2 separate regions of the Oryza sativa genome follow, and region 1 is linked to region 2. The links are chromatin contacts, called in public ChIA-PET maps. All regions are on one chromosome and are shown on one strand. Each heading gives the region's core, a stretch centred on a gene start, on an enhancer-like site or on the middle of the called end of the contact. The rest is flanking DNA. Distances are from core to core; before and after follow the strand shown. Region 1 holds the start of LOC4333192 (calmodulin-binding protein 60 A). Region 2 holds the start of LOC4333183 (mechanosensitive ion channel protein 2, chloroplastic).

Region 1 (7,014 bases), core at 472-2,971, 190 kb after region 2:
TATATTGTTCCATTCTCATAAGCTTGCTTCTAAAAATTATTTTTTTTATGATGCTGGTGTTTACTGAAAGATGTATGCTGATGTTTAATGAAACTTAGCACTTGTTTTCTATTGATTCCTAGGGCTACGTGTTTGTAGAATCAGTCTATCCGACCTATAGATACACTTTTCATATCAGTGATGGCCTTTCTAGAGGAGCTGGGTGTTGGGCCATGGTTGCGCTAGCGATCGGCACGTGAGGGGAGTATTTGCCCGGATTTCTCGCCCTAGTATCCTTATCGACGCATTCATGATATCTAGATTAATTCAACTGTCCGGAGGCATGGTAGAAGCACGCCCACCCCATGTGCGTATTTCATGACATGCTTTGGTCGCGGGTTTCTTTCTCGTTAGAAGAAGTTGTATCCGTCCCGGACATGTGCAATGCAGTGAGATCTTGAAATCTCATTAGTAAAAAAAATATTAAGGTTTTATATATGAAAATGGTATTAATAGAGCTGTTGCATAGTCGAGTAAAATACTTTTATGTAGCTATATTTTGTGAAAATGATATTAATAGAACATATCATAAGTTAAGATTATGAGCAAGCACGTGTAATGCTACTCCTAATTAATCAACTAATTAAGTTCTCCAGCTCTGTAAAGGCATCCACAATGTGATGAAATAGCAAGTAATAAGCTTATTATTAGGTATTAGCGGTTTTTGGTGGGTTTTATCTATTTTTTTAATTGTGCTATGGTTCATGTTTGGGGAATTTTTGTGGGTCCCACCTTATTACCCACTCTACATATGTACATTTAGGGATATCAATTTTACCTATGGGACCGGGTACCCACGAGTACCGCACGTACCACACGTAATGGGTATGGGTGTGGGTTAGATTTTATGCCCTTGGGTATGGCCGATCCAAACCCGATGTATTAACAGGTGTGGCGTGGGGTTTATTCTATGCACATGAGTGTTTCGTGGATACCCAAATATTTATGTTCATACATAAACTTTAGAAGATTGTGTGTCAACAGTCAACACTAACTAAAACATAAAACATAAATATGTAAGTGCAACAAAGTCATATAGTATTAATGGTTTAATCATTTGCTTTCTTTCTTAGTGACGAAATAATTTGTGATTACAGAATTTATGGATTTTGATTCATATTTAATGGCTATGCTCGGCTGGCGTTTACCACGGCTGCACTGCGACTAGCTATAGAAGTGAGCAGCCGTAGCGCTGCCACATGAATGGCTTCCGAACACGCCAATACTTTATGAATAATTATAACGTGTAGTATTGATTGTTTATGGTTTTATAGTTAATGGCTAAACATAGATGTTAAAAGTAATAGTTTATATGTATATGTTGTTGGAAACCTATGGTATATGATACTTGACGGGCATGGACATGGGTTTTTATTTTACGCCTGATGAGAGTAGTGGGAACGGGCGGGCGAGTAGTTTTGGGTCTTGGGCCAGGTATGTTCGATCCGCCCAAACCTAACCCGACTCACTGATGTTCCTATATACGTAGTGATGTCTTTTCAACTTATTATTATCATCTGACGGACAAACGTTGCTAGCACCTAATTTTGCAATAAACATTGAGATGCCCTAAACTGGATTAGGCGTACTGGCATGTGGGCGTAGTCACTGCATGTGGGCCAGCTCTAGAGATTTCTGGCTCGGTCCAGGATTTCACCGCACTTCGCACAGGCGCACCGAGCACAATACGCGAACGAAGGGAAAAGAAACCAGAGCTTACCCACCAGGCGCTTTGCGGCCAGCGACGACGAGGACGGAGGCGAGGCGCGCGCCGCGGCCGGAGATGTCGCAGAAGCGGCAGCCGGAGGAGAGCAGCGGCGGCGTCGGCGGAGGCATGGGACCCCCCGTCCCGGCCGAATCCGGGGCCGGGAGTTCCTCGCCGCCCCACCGCCGCGGGGAGCCCAAGCGCCAGAGGGTCCCCGCCCTCCGCGAGTATGCCCCCCCTTTCCGTTCTCTTGAGAGCTCGATTGGAACCCCCATGGTTGTGTTTGTGTGGCTGGTTATCTGATTTGGTGTCAGTGGTGGCTTTGCCTCCGCGCAGGGTGATCACGGAGGTGATGCGGAAGAGCAGCATCGAAAAGTTGTTCACGGCTATCGAGCCCCTCATCCGAAGAGTGGTGAGGCAGCCTATGGAACCTACTTATTTTTTCCATTTCTCACCCATGTGTCATGAATTCATGGAAGTTATGCCTTTCGAGTACATGTTTGATCTGTATCCCCTTTCATTCTGTTGGGGTTAGGGTTATCTTTTGTTGCTAACATGGCTTTTATATTGATCATTCATAATTCTATTCCAAGTTTCATCTGTATTTGGTGCAGCTAGCATGATTAGATCTGTTTTGAACTTGTGAATTACACAAACCCTACTTGTAGTTCCCAACTTAATGTGAGGAACCCTGTAAATCCATAAATTGAAACCTAGCAAGCATTTAAGCCATGGAAGACAAATCATTAATTCCTGACCTCTAGTTTTTGGACTCATTTGTTTCTATCTAGAAGATAGTATTTTCACTCAAAGCTGTTGAAAGTTTATCCTAAGTAGGATTTTCTTCAGCCATGTGTTATTTTTGGCTGTCCAATGATGGTCTTGATGTTCTACCCAATTATAATTTCTAGGTGAAAGAAGAAATCGAGTCAGCGTTTGCAAATCATGCCACTATGATGGCAAGGTACGACATTGTAACACAGTCTTAACTACCAATTTGACAAGTATCAGTCACTGTATAGATTCATAAAGTTAATGCAGCTTTCTTTAGTTTAACAACTTGTTTTTTTTATTTTTCCCATTAGAACTGTCATGGATGTTGTTCCATCTTCATCGAAAAATTTCCAGCTACAGTTCATGACTAAGCTTTCACTTCCAATTTTCACTGGCTCCAAGATTGAAGGGGAGAGCTCCTTAAGTATAACTATTGCTCTAGTTGACACTGTTACCAGAGAAGTTGTAGCATCAGGCGATGAGTCCCTGATGAAAGTTGAAATAGTAGTTTTAGAGGGGGATTTTGAAGGTGGAGAAGGCGATGACTGGACAGCTCAAGAGTTCAACAATAACATTATTAGAGCAAGGGAAGGTAAACGACCCTTGCTTTCTGGAGACATTTTTGTTGGCCTTATTAAAGGCATTGGTGCAGTGGGGGAACTATCATTCACAGATAATTCCAGTTGGACACGCAGCCGTAAGTTCAGGCTAGGTGCAAAAACTGAGGATGGTTCTTATAACGGAGTAAGGGTGCGTGAAGCAAAGTCTGAATCATTTGTGGTGAAGGATCATCGTGGAGAATGTGAGTTTGCTTATCAAATTTCAATTATTCTTTTAGTTCCCTGACTAGTGCTAGTTTCCTGATCCATTTGGCAGAGTTGTCCCTTTATTTTATAATTGCACATTTATCAATATGGAAATTCCTTCTTTTAGCACATATTTATCATAGACAGATAATTCTCTTTTACTACTATTTAAAATGATTGCCCTGTGCCATTTTTATTTTTCATTGTCATAAATGTAAAAAGGCGGTCAAATTTCAACTCATCTTTTGGAATTATTTTATTCATTTTTCCTAGTATACAAGAAGCACCATCCCCCTATTCTTGATGATGAGGTTTGGCGCCTGGAGAAGATTGGCAAGGAGGGAGCATTTCACAAGCGTTTGAATAGGGAGAAAATTGTTACTGTAAAAGAATTCCTCACTTTACTACATCTTGATGCTCCTAGGCTTCGAAAGGTACTATACTATACTGATCTTTGGATGCACTTCTCCATTTGTTCAAAGATAAAAGAATCTTTCTATGTTTGTATTTTGCATTCTTTTTTTGAGTTTACACAATCTGCCTATTGTTGCAATTCTTTCTATCGAATATTTACATATAATGTACTGATGTACATCAAACTAGAAAATCATCAGCACGTATTGGCGTGCTTCAAAATTTATAGCCGTGACATGATCAAAATAATTTTGCAAGTATTTACATAATTAATTTAATTATTGTAAAATCCCAACAATATTTGAAAATAACCCTATAATACGCTCTTTAATTTTGTTTTTATCAAAGTTTGAGAGTTGAAGTACAATAGTAATATATGCCTTATTATGTTACCTACTTGTTATTTAAAAATGCATGTTCAGTAAGAAATTACCAGCTTTCATAAATTGGAAAATTTTGTTTGTGAGCTGTTGGATTTTCAATAATTATCATAATCAATCGACCATATCTAGCATCGGAAATCGTCAGAGCGATACAGTGCAACTGATATCCGTTGGGTGCTTTCTTTTTCTTTTACATTTTGATTTTGAGTTTGGTTCTCTATTTTTTATATATATTTTGATTTCCAGTTGTGTTCTCTCTTTTTTTTGGGAGCTTCAATTTTAGAGATCTGTTTTTTTACATTTTGATTTTCCATTGTTTTCTCTATTTATTTTTTGAGCTCCAGTTTCAAAAACCCGCTCAAAAGCATCTGGGCTCTAGACTTGAATTGTTGATTGTTTTTCTCAAAAGAAAGTCTTGGCCCTATTATTTCTTTTGACAGCTATTTTTTTTCCACTATAACATGTAATTATTTATTTTCCAATTTATGGTATTTCTCCTAGTTTTTCCTAAATTTTGTGTAGTTTTGTGTTTCTCTGTGTCATGTTTATTCTAGGGGTAATAACTTTTGAGATCATCCGAAGGATTGAGGTGTTCTTAATTTAATTTATTGACTATACTTCTATGAGCTTGGAAGTATCTAGAGGATTGTAACCAGGAAAGCAGAGCGTAGCTAGCTGGCTAGCTGTAGGCTGCATCTTCTCTTTGTTCCACGTGTCAGCATTTTGTAGGTCCATGTGGACTAATCAGGTAGGGGAAGACTGGCCAGCTTGAGAAGTTACTGTTATGGTTGTCAGCATTATTTTGTTATGTTGAGAAATGTATAACCATGAAACTGTATGTTTCTTACATTTGAGTGAATCTATTGTTTTTCTGTGGTAAACATCGTTATGCTAATCTAAGCTAGTTTTTTCCTCAGTAAGCATATGTCATATTTCTATCTTTTTGCCTGAATTTGTAGATGATAGTGGCCGTTCAGCAAAATGTGTGGATATGTGACCTTATGCTCAAATTATGCAGATATTGGGCAGTGGCATGTCAACAAAGATGTGGGAGGTCACAGTTGAGCATTCAAAAACCTGTATTCTCCCTGACAAGGTGCATTTGTACTATCCAGACAGCCTAAGCAAAACAGCAGTCGTGTTCAATGTTGTTGGAGAAGTGAGAGGGTTAATATCTGAGAAGTTTGTTTGTGCTGATGATCTTAGAGAAAAGGAGAAGGTATTCACAATTTTTTATTCGACTTAGTTAGTTATAGAAGGTTCTTGTATATTTCCCCTTCACCAGTTAGGATATGGACCATCTTTTTTTTACCTTAACTTTTGCTCTTTATAGGCTGAAGCATATGCAGCTGTGAAGCAAGCGTATGAAAATTGGAAGAATGTCTTCACCTGTGACAATGAAACACTTCTGGCAAATCCTTCACAGCTCCTTGATGTGAGAACTACGTCATTGCATGAAAATGACTATGACCAGTTTCCTACACAAGTTTCTACCGATGGTTTTGGTTTGAGCCAGTCAAGCATACCATCACCTGACATTTTCTCAATTGATCCCTCGAGTGCATTGGATCCTTGTCCATTGGAAACTGCAGAAAACAATGAAAATCAATATCAGTCAGAGTTACCCCCACTTGGTGGCCATGCACCACCGCAAGTATCACAGACAGTGGACAAGTTCTCAAATTCTTTGGTTTATGAGGATTGCACCAGTCACCCCTCATTCAGTGAAGATTACTATCGTTGTTCAGATCCATCTGTATCCTTTGACACACAAGACCTTGGAGCTGCATTGAAAGGCTTCATTGCAACGATATCTAAGCCCAAGGCGTATAGAGGATGGAGGACATTGTCTTATGTTATAGGATGGATATTCTACACCAAGAAGATTGTTGCTATGAAAAGAAATGAACATGGGAAATAACGTTTTCGTTCACATGTTTATTCCTGTGGTTGTTTAGTTAAACCGTGAAATATATATAAGCGGAGAAAAGGAAATCATGTACATACGAGTTTGGCAGTCTTGAAATCTTTTTGGGCACAGCTGGCACGCTCTGCTGGTTTATGAGCTACATCCAGCATTTTTTCAGCATGAGCATTCAGCATTGCCTGTAAATAATCAGATGAAGTTTTGTGAATATAATCCGTAAATATTTGTGGATGGTTATCTTCAGCTAGTTCTTTGAATTTTGGCGACAACATTGTTCTTGCAACATTAGTTCGCCTTTCAAGCAATAACATTTTGAAGGATGTGTCTCGGTTGATGGTGCCCCCACGAAAGGCGGGCGTTGATACGATTGTGCAGGGAAAAAAACGAGATGCCCGTGCCGTGGCAACCAAACGGGCGTGAAATCATTTTGGAGAAATATTTAACCATTTCGAGCTGTAATTTCACTATCTTGCTTATCTTTTCGTGCTATACGGATGTCAAAGAGATGCCCGTGCCGTGGCAACCAAACGGGCGTGCAATAATTTTGGAGACCATTTCGGAACCCTTTTTTTCCTCTACATATTAAAAATCCTTTCAGCTGTAATTTCACTATCTTGATTATCTTTTCGTGGTATACGGAGGCCAAACACAGGTCCTTTACAATTAAGGATGGCTCTCAAATTAGATTTTGTAAAACATATGGTTGGGTAATATACCCCTACGGGATCCGTACACTGCCTATATAATATTATTAGGCACAAACAAGAATTGATTTCGAAGCCTTCTATACATCCTCACTCAATTTTTTTCAAAGAGAAGGGGTCTGATTGGATCCAAATTAGTGGAGAGGAACAAGTTGTTGTGAATCACTAATATTGTGTTAACATTGGAGCAAGATGAACAACATAGGAGAAGGGGTCTACTTCCTCCTGATTGTGCATGTTGTGTTGCACTGCGGATCGACAG
Region 2 (6,983 bases), core at 306-2,805:
GACATGTGAGCCCCAAGTTTTTTTTTTAAATTTTTTTTGCTGACTAGGATGCCACGTCAGCAAAACCGGACAAAAATACTGCCGAGTGACCTCCGGTGAACGGTTTAAGTGAATTTAGGGGTAGACATTTCTGATTTTGTTGTTAAGGGACCTCAAAAAATCTCGCTGTTAAGTTGAGGGACCTCCGGTGAACTTATTCCTTGCGCAGGTGGATGGGAGATGCGTGTTTGGATCATAGAGAGTCAGACAAACGGGCCGAGAACACAAATTTTTTCAGCCATTCGTCTCATAGACAATCCCTTAAAAATTGTGTAATTCCTAAGAAATTGTATATTTCCGAATTTTAGTCTGTTTAGTAATATAGAAATGCAAGGGACTTGTATATAAAACTGAACTATTGTAATGGAGGGGATTCAATCAGTTCAATTTTTAGGTTGCGTTCCATCTTCACTTTTGAAGACAGATTTTAACGCATGTAAAACGAGAAACCTCGTTAGCACACGATTAATTAAGTATTAATAATTATACTTTTATATAGAAACTTTATTTTTACAAAACACACACCATTTAATAGTTTTAAAAGTACGAGTTTGGAGTTGAGAAAAAGAATGGATGCTTTAGGCTGTGTTCTTTCCTAGGTGATCTAAGTGATTGTTAGTGAGTTTTGCTTCGTTTTCCGCGCGCACGCTTCCCGAAATACTAAACGGTGCGTTTTTTGTAAAAAAAATTCTATAGAAAAGATGCTTTAAAAAATCATATTAATCCATTTTTTAAGTTTAAAATACTTAATAGTCAATTAATCATGTGCTAATGGCTCACCTCGTTTTGCGTATCTTTCCAATCTCCTCTTCTCAAACACAGCCCTAGTTATTCTTTTCAAGAGGGCTCAATTCCTAGTTGCTGGACTATGGTTGGTAATTTGGCACAGCTCGCTAAGCAGCTTGTGGTCCATGAAAGCCGGTGGCTTAATCCTAGCTACCGACCCATCGTTCTATAAGTAGGCCATATTTAGAGAGTTTCTCACGCGTATAGTTATTGCCTCACGTAGGATATTTAGCTGTCCGAAGCTCTTTGAAATAGTTGAGATTGTTATATAGATTACAAGAATCTATAGACTATAATTATAGATAGTTGTAGTCGGAAAATAAATCAGAAGTACAAGCTGCTTCTCACAATTTAAAATTCTTTGTATAAAAGGTTATCTCTGTAGCGATTCTCTACTATTTTCTTTCATCTTGCGTGCATAAATTTCGGAGTGAATTTAATGGCCAAAAATTTTCTCTCATCTCGCGTGCACAAATTTGGAGCTAATCCAATGGCTAAAAAAATTCGATACACGTTCTATAGTAATTTCCTTTTTTTTTCATGTTTTATACAATTATAAAGAAAAAAAAAAGAGAAGGAGGTGAGGGGCACGAAAAAAAATATTATGAGTCAATCATCGCATATACTTTAAAATAATATAAAAGAAGAAATAATATAATAATAAAGAAAAGCAGCTGGTCAATCAGGCACGGCGCATAGGCAAAAAGGCAAGGGCGATAAGGCTACACGTGCGTGGTTCCGTCGCTTCCCCCATCGCTCTCGCGGCGTCGCGTGTGTCGCCTCGCCACGCCGCGCCCGGACGCAGACGGCGTTATCGCCTTCGCCTTCCTTTCCTCCTCTTTTTTTCTCCCTTCTTCTTTCTCCTCCTCCCTTCCCTTCTCCCAATCTCCCCCCACTCATCCATCGTCCCCCTCTCCCTCTCCTCCCTCGCCCGCCGCCCCCCTCCCTCCCTCCCTCCCTCCCTCCCTCCTATCCCCTCGGATTCAGCGCCCGCCGCGGGCCGCCGGCGCCGCCGGAGAGTTGCCGCTGAAATCCCGGGCCGGCGTGGCCTTCCGTCCGAGCGCGACTCCGCCCAGGTAAGGGCCCCTGCCGCTGCTCCTGGTTATTGGTGGGCGGCGCGCCTCGGTGCCGTGTCGCGTACGCAACTCCTCGTCTGACAGATCGAGAATCACTATGCATGGTTTGTGTGAAGGAATTGGATGAGGAATGGTTGAATCATTGGGGGTTAATTGGTTTTGGTTTTGTTCTAAATGGATTAGGATAGGATTAATACCTGTTGTTCCTATGATAGTACTGGCTGTTGTTACTATGTTGCCGTCTGCTAAGTTGATAATAATTTCCTAGAATTGAGGGGTTTGAATTGGTTCGTTCAATTCGAGGGTACGGCATGGGATGGTCTGCTTAACTGTGATGATATCTTTGCGCGTGATTTATACTGCTATGTAACCTAGGACCTCCATTTCCTGTTACCAACTTGACCATGAATACCAGTGGGCAGTGGCACGGTCTTGATGGCACTGAAATTCCAATATCCATTCTTGAATGTTAGTAGGCGATTTGGAGCAGCTTGCAGGTGTAATTAGAACAGTGTTGTTTTTAGCTGTAATTGGCATGCCTAGGGTTGGGCATGACCAGTTTGATTTCCGGTTACTCTTGCACAGTGGTACTAGTTGGTAGGACTTAGGTTAGGTCATACTATGATGTTGATAAAAATATTTTATTACCGACACCATATTTTAATTAATATAGTGCTCCAAGGGTATGTGGAGCCTCCAGTGTCTGGTCATGCATAAAAGTATCTTCATTACCTTGATTTATTTGATTCGGGCACCATGTTGTCATGCTAAAACTTAATATTTTGGCAATACTAGTACCCTGAACATATGAGGAAGAATATTTTATGTAACAAATTCTGAGTGAATGCAAATGTTAGCAGCCACATCAATGACCACGATGGCAGAACATTTCTCGGGGGTGGGGGTGGGGACTGGGGAGTAATATGGACTCCTTCATACTTAATTAAGAAACAGGAAACTTGATGTTCTAAAAAATATTTCAAATTAATCTTAAGCCCGTTGCAAACCACACTTCTTACATATTGTTTTTTTTGTCAGAGAAGTGAAGTTGCACTTATAACTCAGGCAGCACTGATAGAAGTTAATTCAGTGGATGTGATTATTTTACGTGTCATTTGAGTCCTGCCTGAGATGGCTGTTGGAGTGACATCCCAGCTATTCCAAGGAGTGACTGCTACCAACCGTTTCTGCCAGACCAACAAATTCAGGGTGCAGATTGTTCACTCCTAATCTTTAATTATTAATCTGTTTTTATTTTCTGTGTCCTGACTCCTGAATGTTTATTTTTCCTAGAACCCAGATATCCGAAGTTCTCTCACATCAACTTCATTATCTTCGGTCCCTAATGTATGGTTTCTTCCTTTCAGTACTGTTAAGATAATATTATTTTTCAGTCACTGTTTATAGAGGTGTAGTGATGTTTCTTTTGTTATGTTTTACTGTAAGTCTACATATGTTTTACCTTTTTCTGCACCTAATATTTGTTCCTACTTGAAATTGTGCAAGTTAGTAGATTTTTTTTTGAGAAAAAAGTTAGTAGTTGTCATGTAGCAGAAGCAAATAATTATTTTAGAATAGGAGTGTGTACATATGTATGGCAGAGAATTATTTTGCTATCTATTTCTCTTTCACAGATGTATTTGACAGCTTTAGACTATCCAGATATCTTGCTGTTTGAAACTTAGTTTGAAATTCTAATAATATTTACACAACGATTGTCAAGTTACTGTTAGTCTTTCCTGTCAATTCTAAGCAATTGAAGTGATAAAAGGAATTAAATGCCGTGCTTGTTCTCACCATTTTGTAGATACATTAATTTTTGTTTGAGTTAATAAAGTGTAATTCATTTTCTTGAAATGGTCTAACAAGCTGCATTCACATGAGAGTGGGAGAAGATGCTTTTATCAATATGTTGTGGTATGAGAATTAAGTGAAATAATGAATATCTCATAACTTGTAAGTGTTTACCATCTGTCGATAGACTGAGAAATGGGGAATCTGTATTATGCACATATTGCTGAGTAGTATTGTGCGCATAGGGACACAAAGCATTTCTTTTATTACTACATAGAGATATTGCTGAGTAGTGTTGTGCGCATAGGGACACAAAGCATTTCTTTTATTACTACATAGAGTCATAGAGAAGAACCTATATTTGGTACACGAATAATATAACAGTTAATAGTTGTACTGTGTTTCCTTTTTTTTTTCTTTTGCATCATTCACTACAGTTTGTATTTGTCATTTGTTCTTTGTTATCCAATAGTATATAGTACTCCCTCCATCCCAAAATATAACAACTTCTTCACCAATATCCTTTTCCCAACCAATCACAACCATTCACCATTCTATTTTTCCACCTACCTCCATTTCTCAACCAATCACAAACATCTCCCATTTAATTCTACATACTTTCTTACTATCCGTGTCCAACTCTAAAAATCTTTATATTTTGGACGGAGGTAGTATTTGACTCCATTTATTTTAATGTTGTTTTTGCTCTATTATAGTAAACCTTAGAGAAATTCTCTTCATTTCTTTGCAGGGACACAATTGCTGGGGTCATAACATATTGGAGAGGAACTATAGGCCTATGCTATATGTGCCTTCTAGATATAGAGCCTTGGGTGTTAGATCTTTTGCATTGCCTGTTTCTTTGCAGGAAATCCCTTTGGTCAAGAGCACATCAGTGGCATTGACTAGGTAGTTTTGCTTGTCCTATCATGCTTGTCACCATAGTATTGTACATAAATCTGCACTGATGATCATGCTTGTCCCATCAGTAAACTGTTACTTGTGAAGTTTCCTGAATGCTCAGAAAGTTTGCACTGATGATCATGCTTGTCACCATACATAAATCTGCAGAATTTGATTTTCTTGCTGACTGTAAAATGGTATATGATCGTAAGTGTTTTGTAGTGGTATCTTATAGTACATTTGAATAGTACGCATCAGACTGGTGAGCAAGTTGATATCTTCCAGTATCTTAGGGTACTAGGGAACATTTAGTAGGTTTGTGATCTACTTCTCTTGACTGAGTCCCATGGTCTTCAATTATTTGTATAACATGTGATAATAATTTGCCTAGAATTTTAGCTTATTGGATGCTTTGAGATAGAACTATACTGAGACATTTTTCTTAAAAAATATCCACAATTAGTTTAGGATGCCTACTCACATTTTATGCCTCAACCAGTTTAAATTAACACTTTTTAAATAAGAATTTGCTTCTTATTGTAATTTCCGTATCACTATAAAATTTTACTTATTTCATGTCTGGAATTCTTTTTACCGATTCCTTATTTTCTCTTGACAGGTCATGTGACACTTTACTTGCAAATCCTGCTACTGCGCTTGTGGTTCCTGCAATTGGAATAATTGTCTTTGCTTTATGGGGATTCTTGCCTTTAATGAGGGACATTAGAAACCGTTTCGACGTATTGTTCTGTTACATGGCCTTATTTCTGCTTTTTATGTTTTGACTTGCTAAAAATATCATAACCAAAATGTACCTTACAGCATGGAGGCAACTGGAAGAAAAGCCCTACATACTTAATTTCTACCTCGTACCTTCAACCATTGCTTCTATGGACAGGAGCAACACTTATCTGCAGGTACAGTAGCCATAGCGGAGTATATAATTTGGGAAGTGTCAATCCTATCTTATTGATATTGCATCATCTGAGTGCCATCTTTTGCTTATTTCTTTTGTTATTTGTTTTTGTTCTACAACATTGTACAGGGCTTTGGATCCAGTTGTGTTGCCTTCAGCAGCAAGCCAAGCAGTTAAAACACGCCTTGTAACTTTTGTGAGATCATTATCAACTGTCCTGGCTATTGCCTATATTCTGACGAGGTGCACATTATATGTTCTCAACGGAAAAAAAATTCAGAGATGCCTTTCAAGTTATAACTATTGTTCTAATTATGCAAGTTAATTGTGGCTAGTTCAACATACTCAGTTATTTGATGTTGTCATGTTTGCGGACTGATAAAGTTAAAAATAGAGCACTTCCTGGAGCCTGAAATTCAGGGCATTGGCATTCTCTTCTTAATCTAGCTCAATTTGAGTATTCTCAACACCATGTGAAAGTGGAAAATCATAGACTTTGCTGATGACTAGAATACTAGATACCATCAATGTGCAAGTTGAAAATTAAGTCAGTACATGAAATGGGTAAAATTTCAGACTTGAAGGATAATATTTGTTTGACAGATTGACAATGGTTCCTATTTACCCTAAGAAAGGGAAATGTTAATGTGAAGAGCTTTTACTTACATTCTGGTGCATTTTGGCTTGGAAATAACAAGTTATGTCTTAGTAAACTTTTTGTCCCTACTCTTCTTAGTCTACGTTTCATCTCTCAACTCCAAAACTGGACAAAACATGTCCCTCATCTTCCCTAGCACTAGTTTAGAGTGGTTTTTGCCCATGTGGACTACTTGGCTAGTCGACTTGCATAACAAATGACATGTACAGGGTGAGCTAAGAGCCATGTCACATTTACCTCTCCTACTCCCTTTCTCTTCCACCTTCCCAAAAACTCCCCAGCAGACCTGGAGCGAAAATTGCCTTGAATTAGCTTCAGACCTATAGTGTCGTTGATAGTTTAGGGACATGTTTTATCCGGTATTGGAGTTGAGGGATGAAAATTGGACCAAGTCAAGAGTTTATGGATGTAAAGTAGACTTTTACCTTTGCTATGTTTTGCTGATATTTTCCTTGTTTATTATTGTTCAGTTGGTTTCATTTGCATACATTTTTTCTCTCCTTTTCCTCTCATACTGACATAATTTATCATTTTTGTAGCTTAATTCAGCAGTTACAGAAATTTCTAATGGACATGCGTAACCCCAATGATTCAAGACGTGTAAGACTGTTTCTTTTACGTAAGAAATTCATGATTCAGTTCAAAGAATAAAAAGAACAAGTGATTATCTAAGTACCTACCTTGGTTCATTCTGATTCTGCTAGATTTTATATCTGCATTTACTTCTGTTTGTGTTTGGTAACTGTGATGGCATGGGTTGGGTATGGGTCTTAGAACCCTGTTTAGGGCATGTACCCTTGATCAGCTAGCC

What was found. ChIA-PET counts read pairs in DNA pulled down with a chosen protein or histone mark.
Region 1: an RNA polymerase II ChIA-PET map of leaf shows a contact between it and region 2, with 5 times the contacts expected there. The contact joins the promoter of LOC4333192 here to the promoter of LOC4333183 in region 2. A contact is called at or near these places in 1 of 15 Hi-C or Micro-C datasets (seedling) and 1 of 4 datasets of contacts at active chromatin or transcription factors (leaf).

The regions. Positions count from the first base shown.
Region 1 is chr3:18,852,736-18,859,749 of ASM3414082v1, forward strand. It overlaps LOC4333192 (calmodulin-binding protein 60 A), which reads left to right and starts at 1,722. Exons shown (of 7, transcript XM_026023894.2): 1 at 1,722-1,971; 2 at 2,059-2,156; 3 at 2,656-2,708; 4 at 2,830-3,320; 5 at 3,598-3,758; 6 at 5,140-5,340; 7 at 5,455-6,285. The coding sequence starts at 1,971. The coding sequence ends at 6,042.
Region 2 is chr3:18,660,342-18,667,324 of ASM3414082v1, forward strand. LOC4333183 (mechanosensitive ion channel protein 2, chloroplastic) reads left to right here and starts at 1,556. Exons shown (of 14, transcript XM_015775791.3): 1 at 1,556-1,901; 2 at 2,945-3,110; 3 at 3,195-3,248; 4 at 4,447-4,604; 5 at 5,218-5,338; 6 at 5,421-5,515; 7 at 5,644-5,757; 8 at 6,712-6,772. The coding sequence starts at 3,033.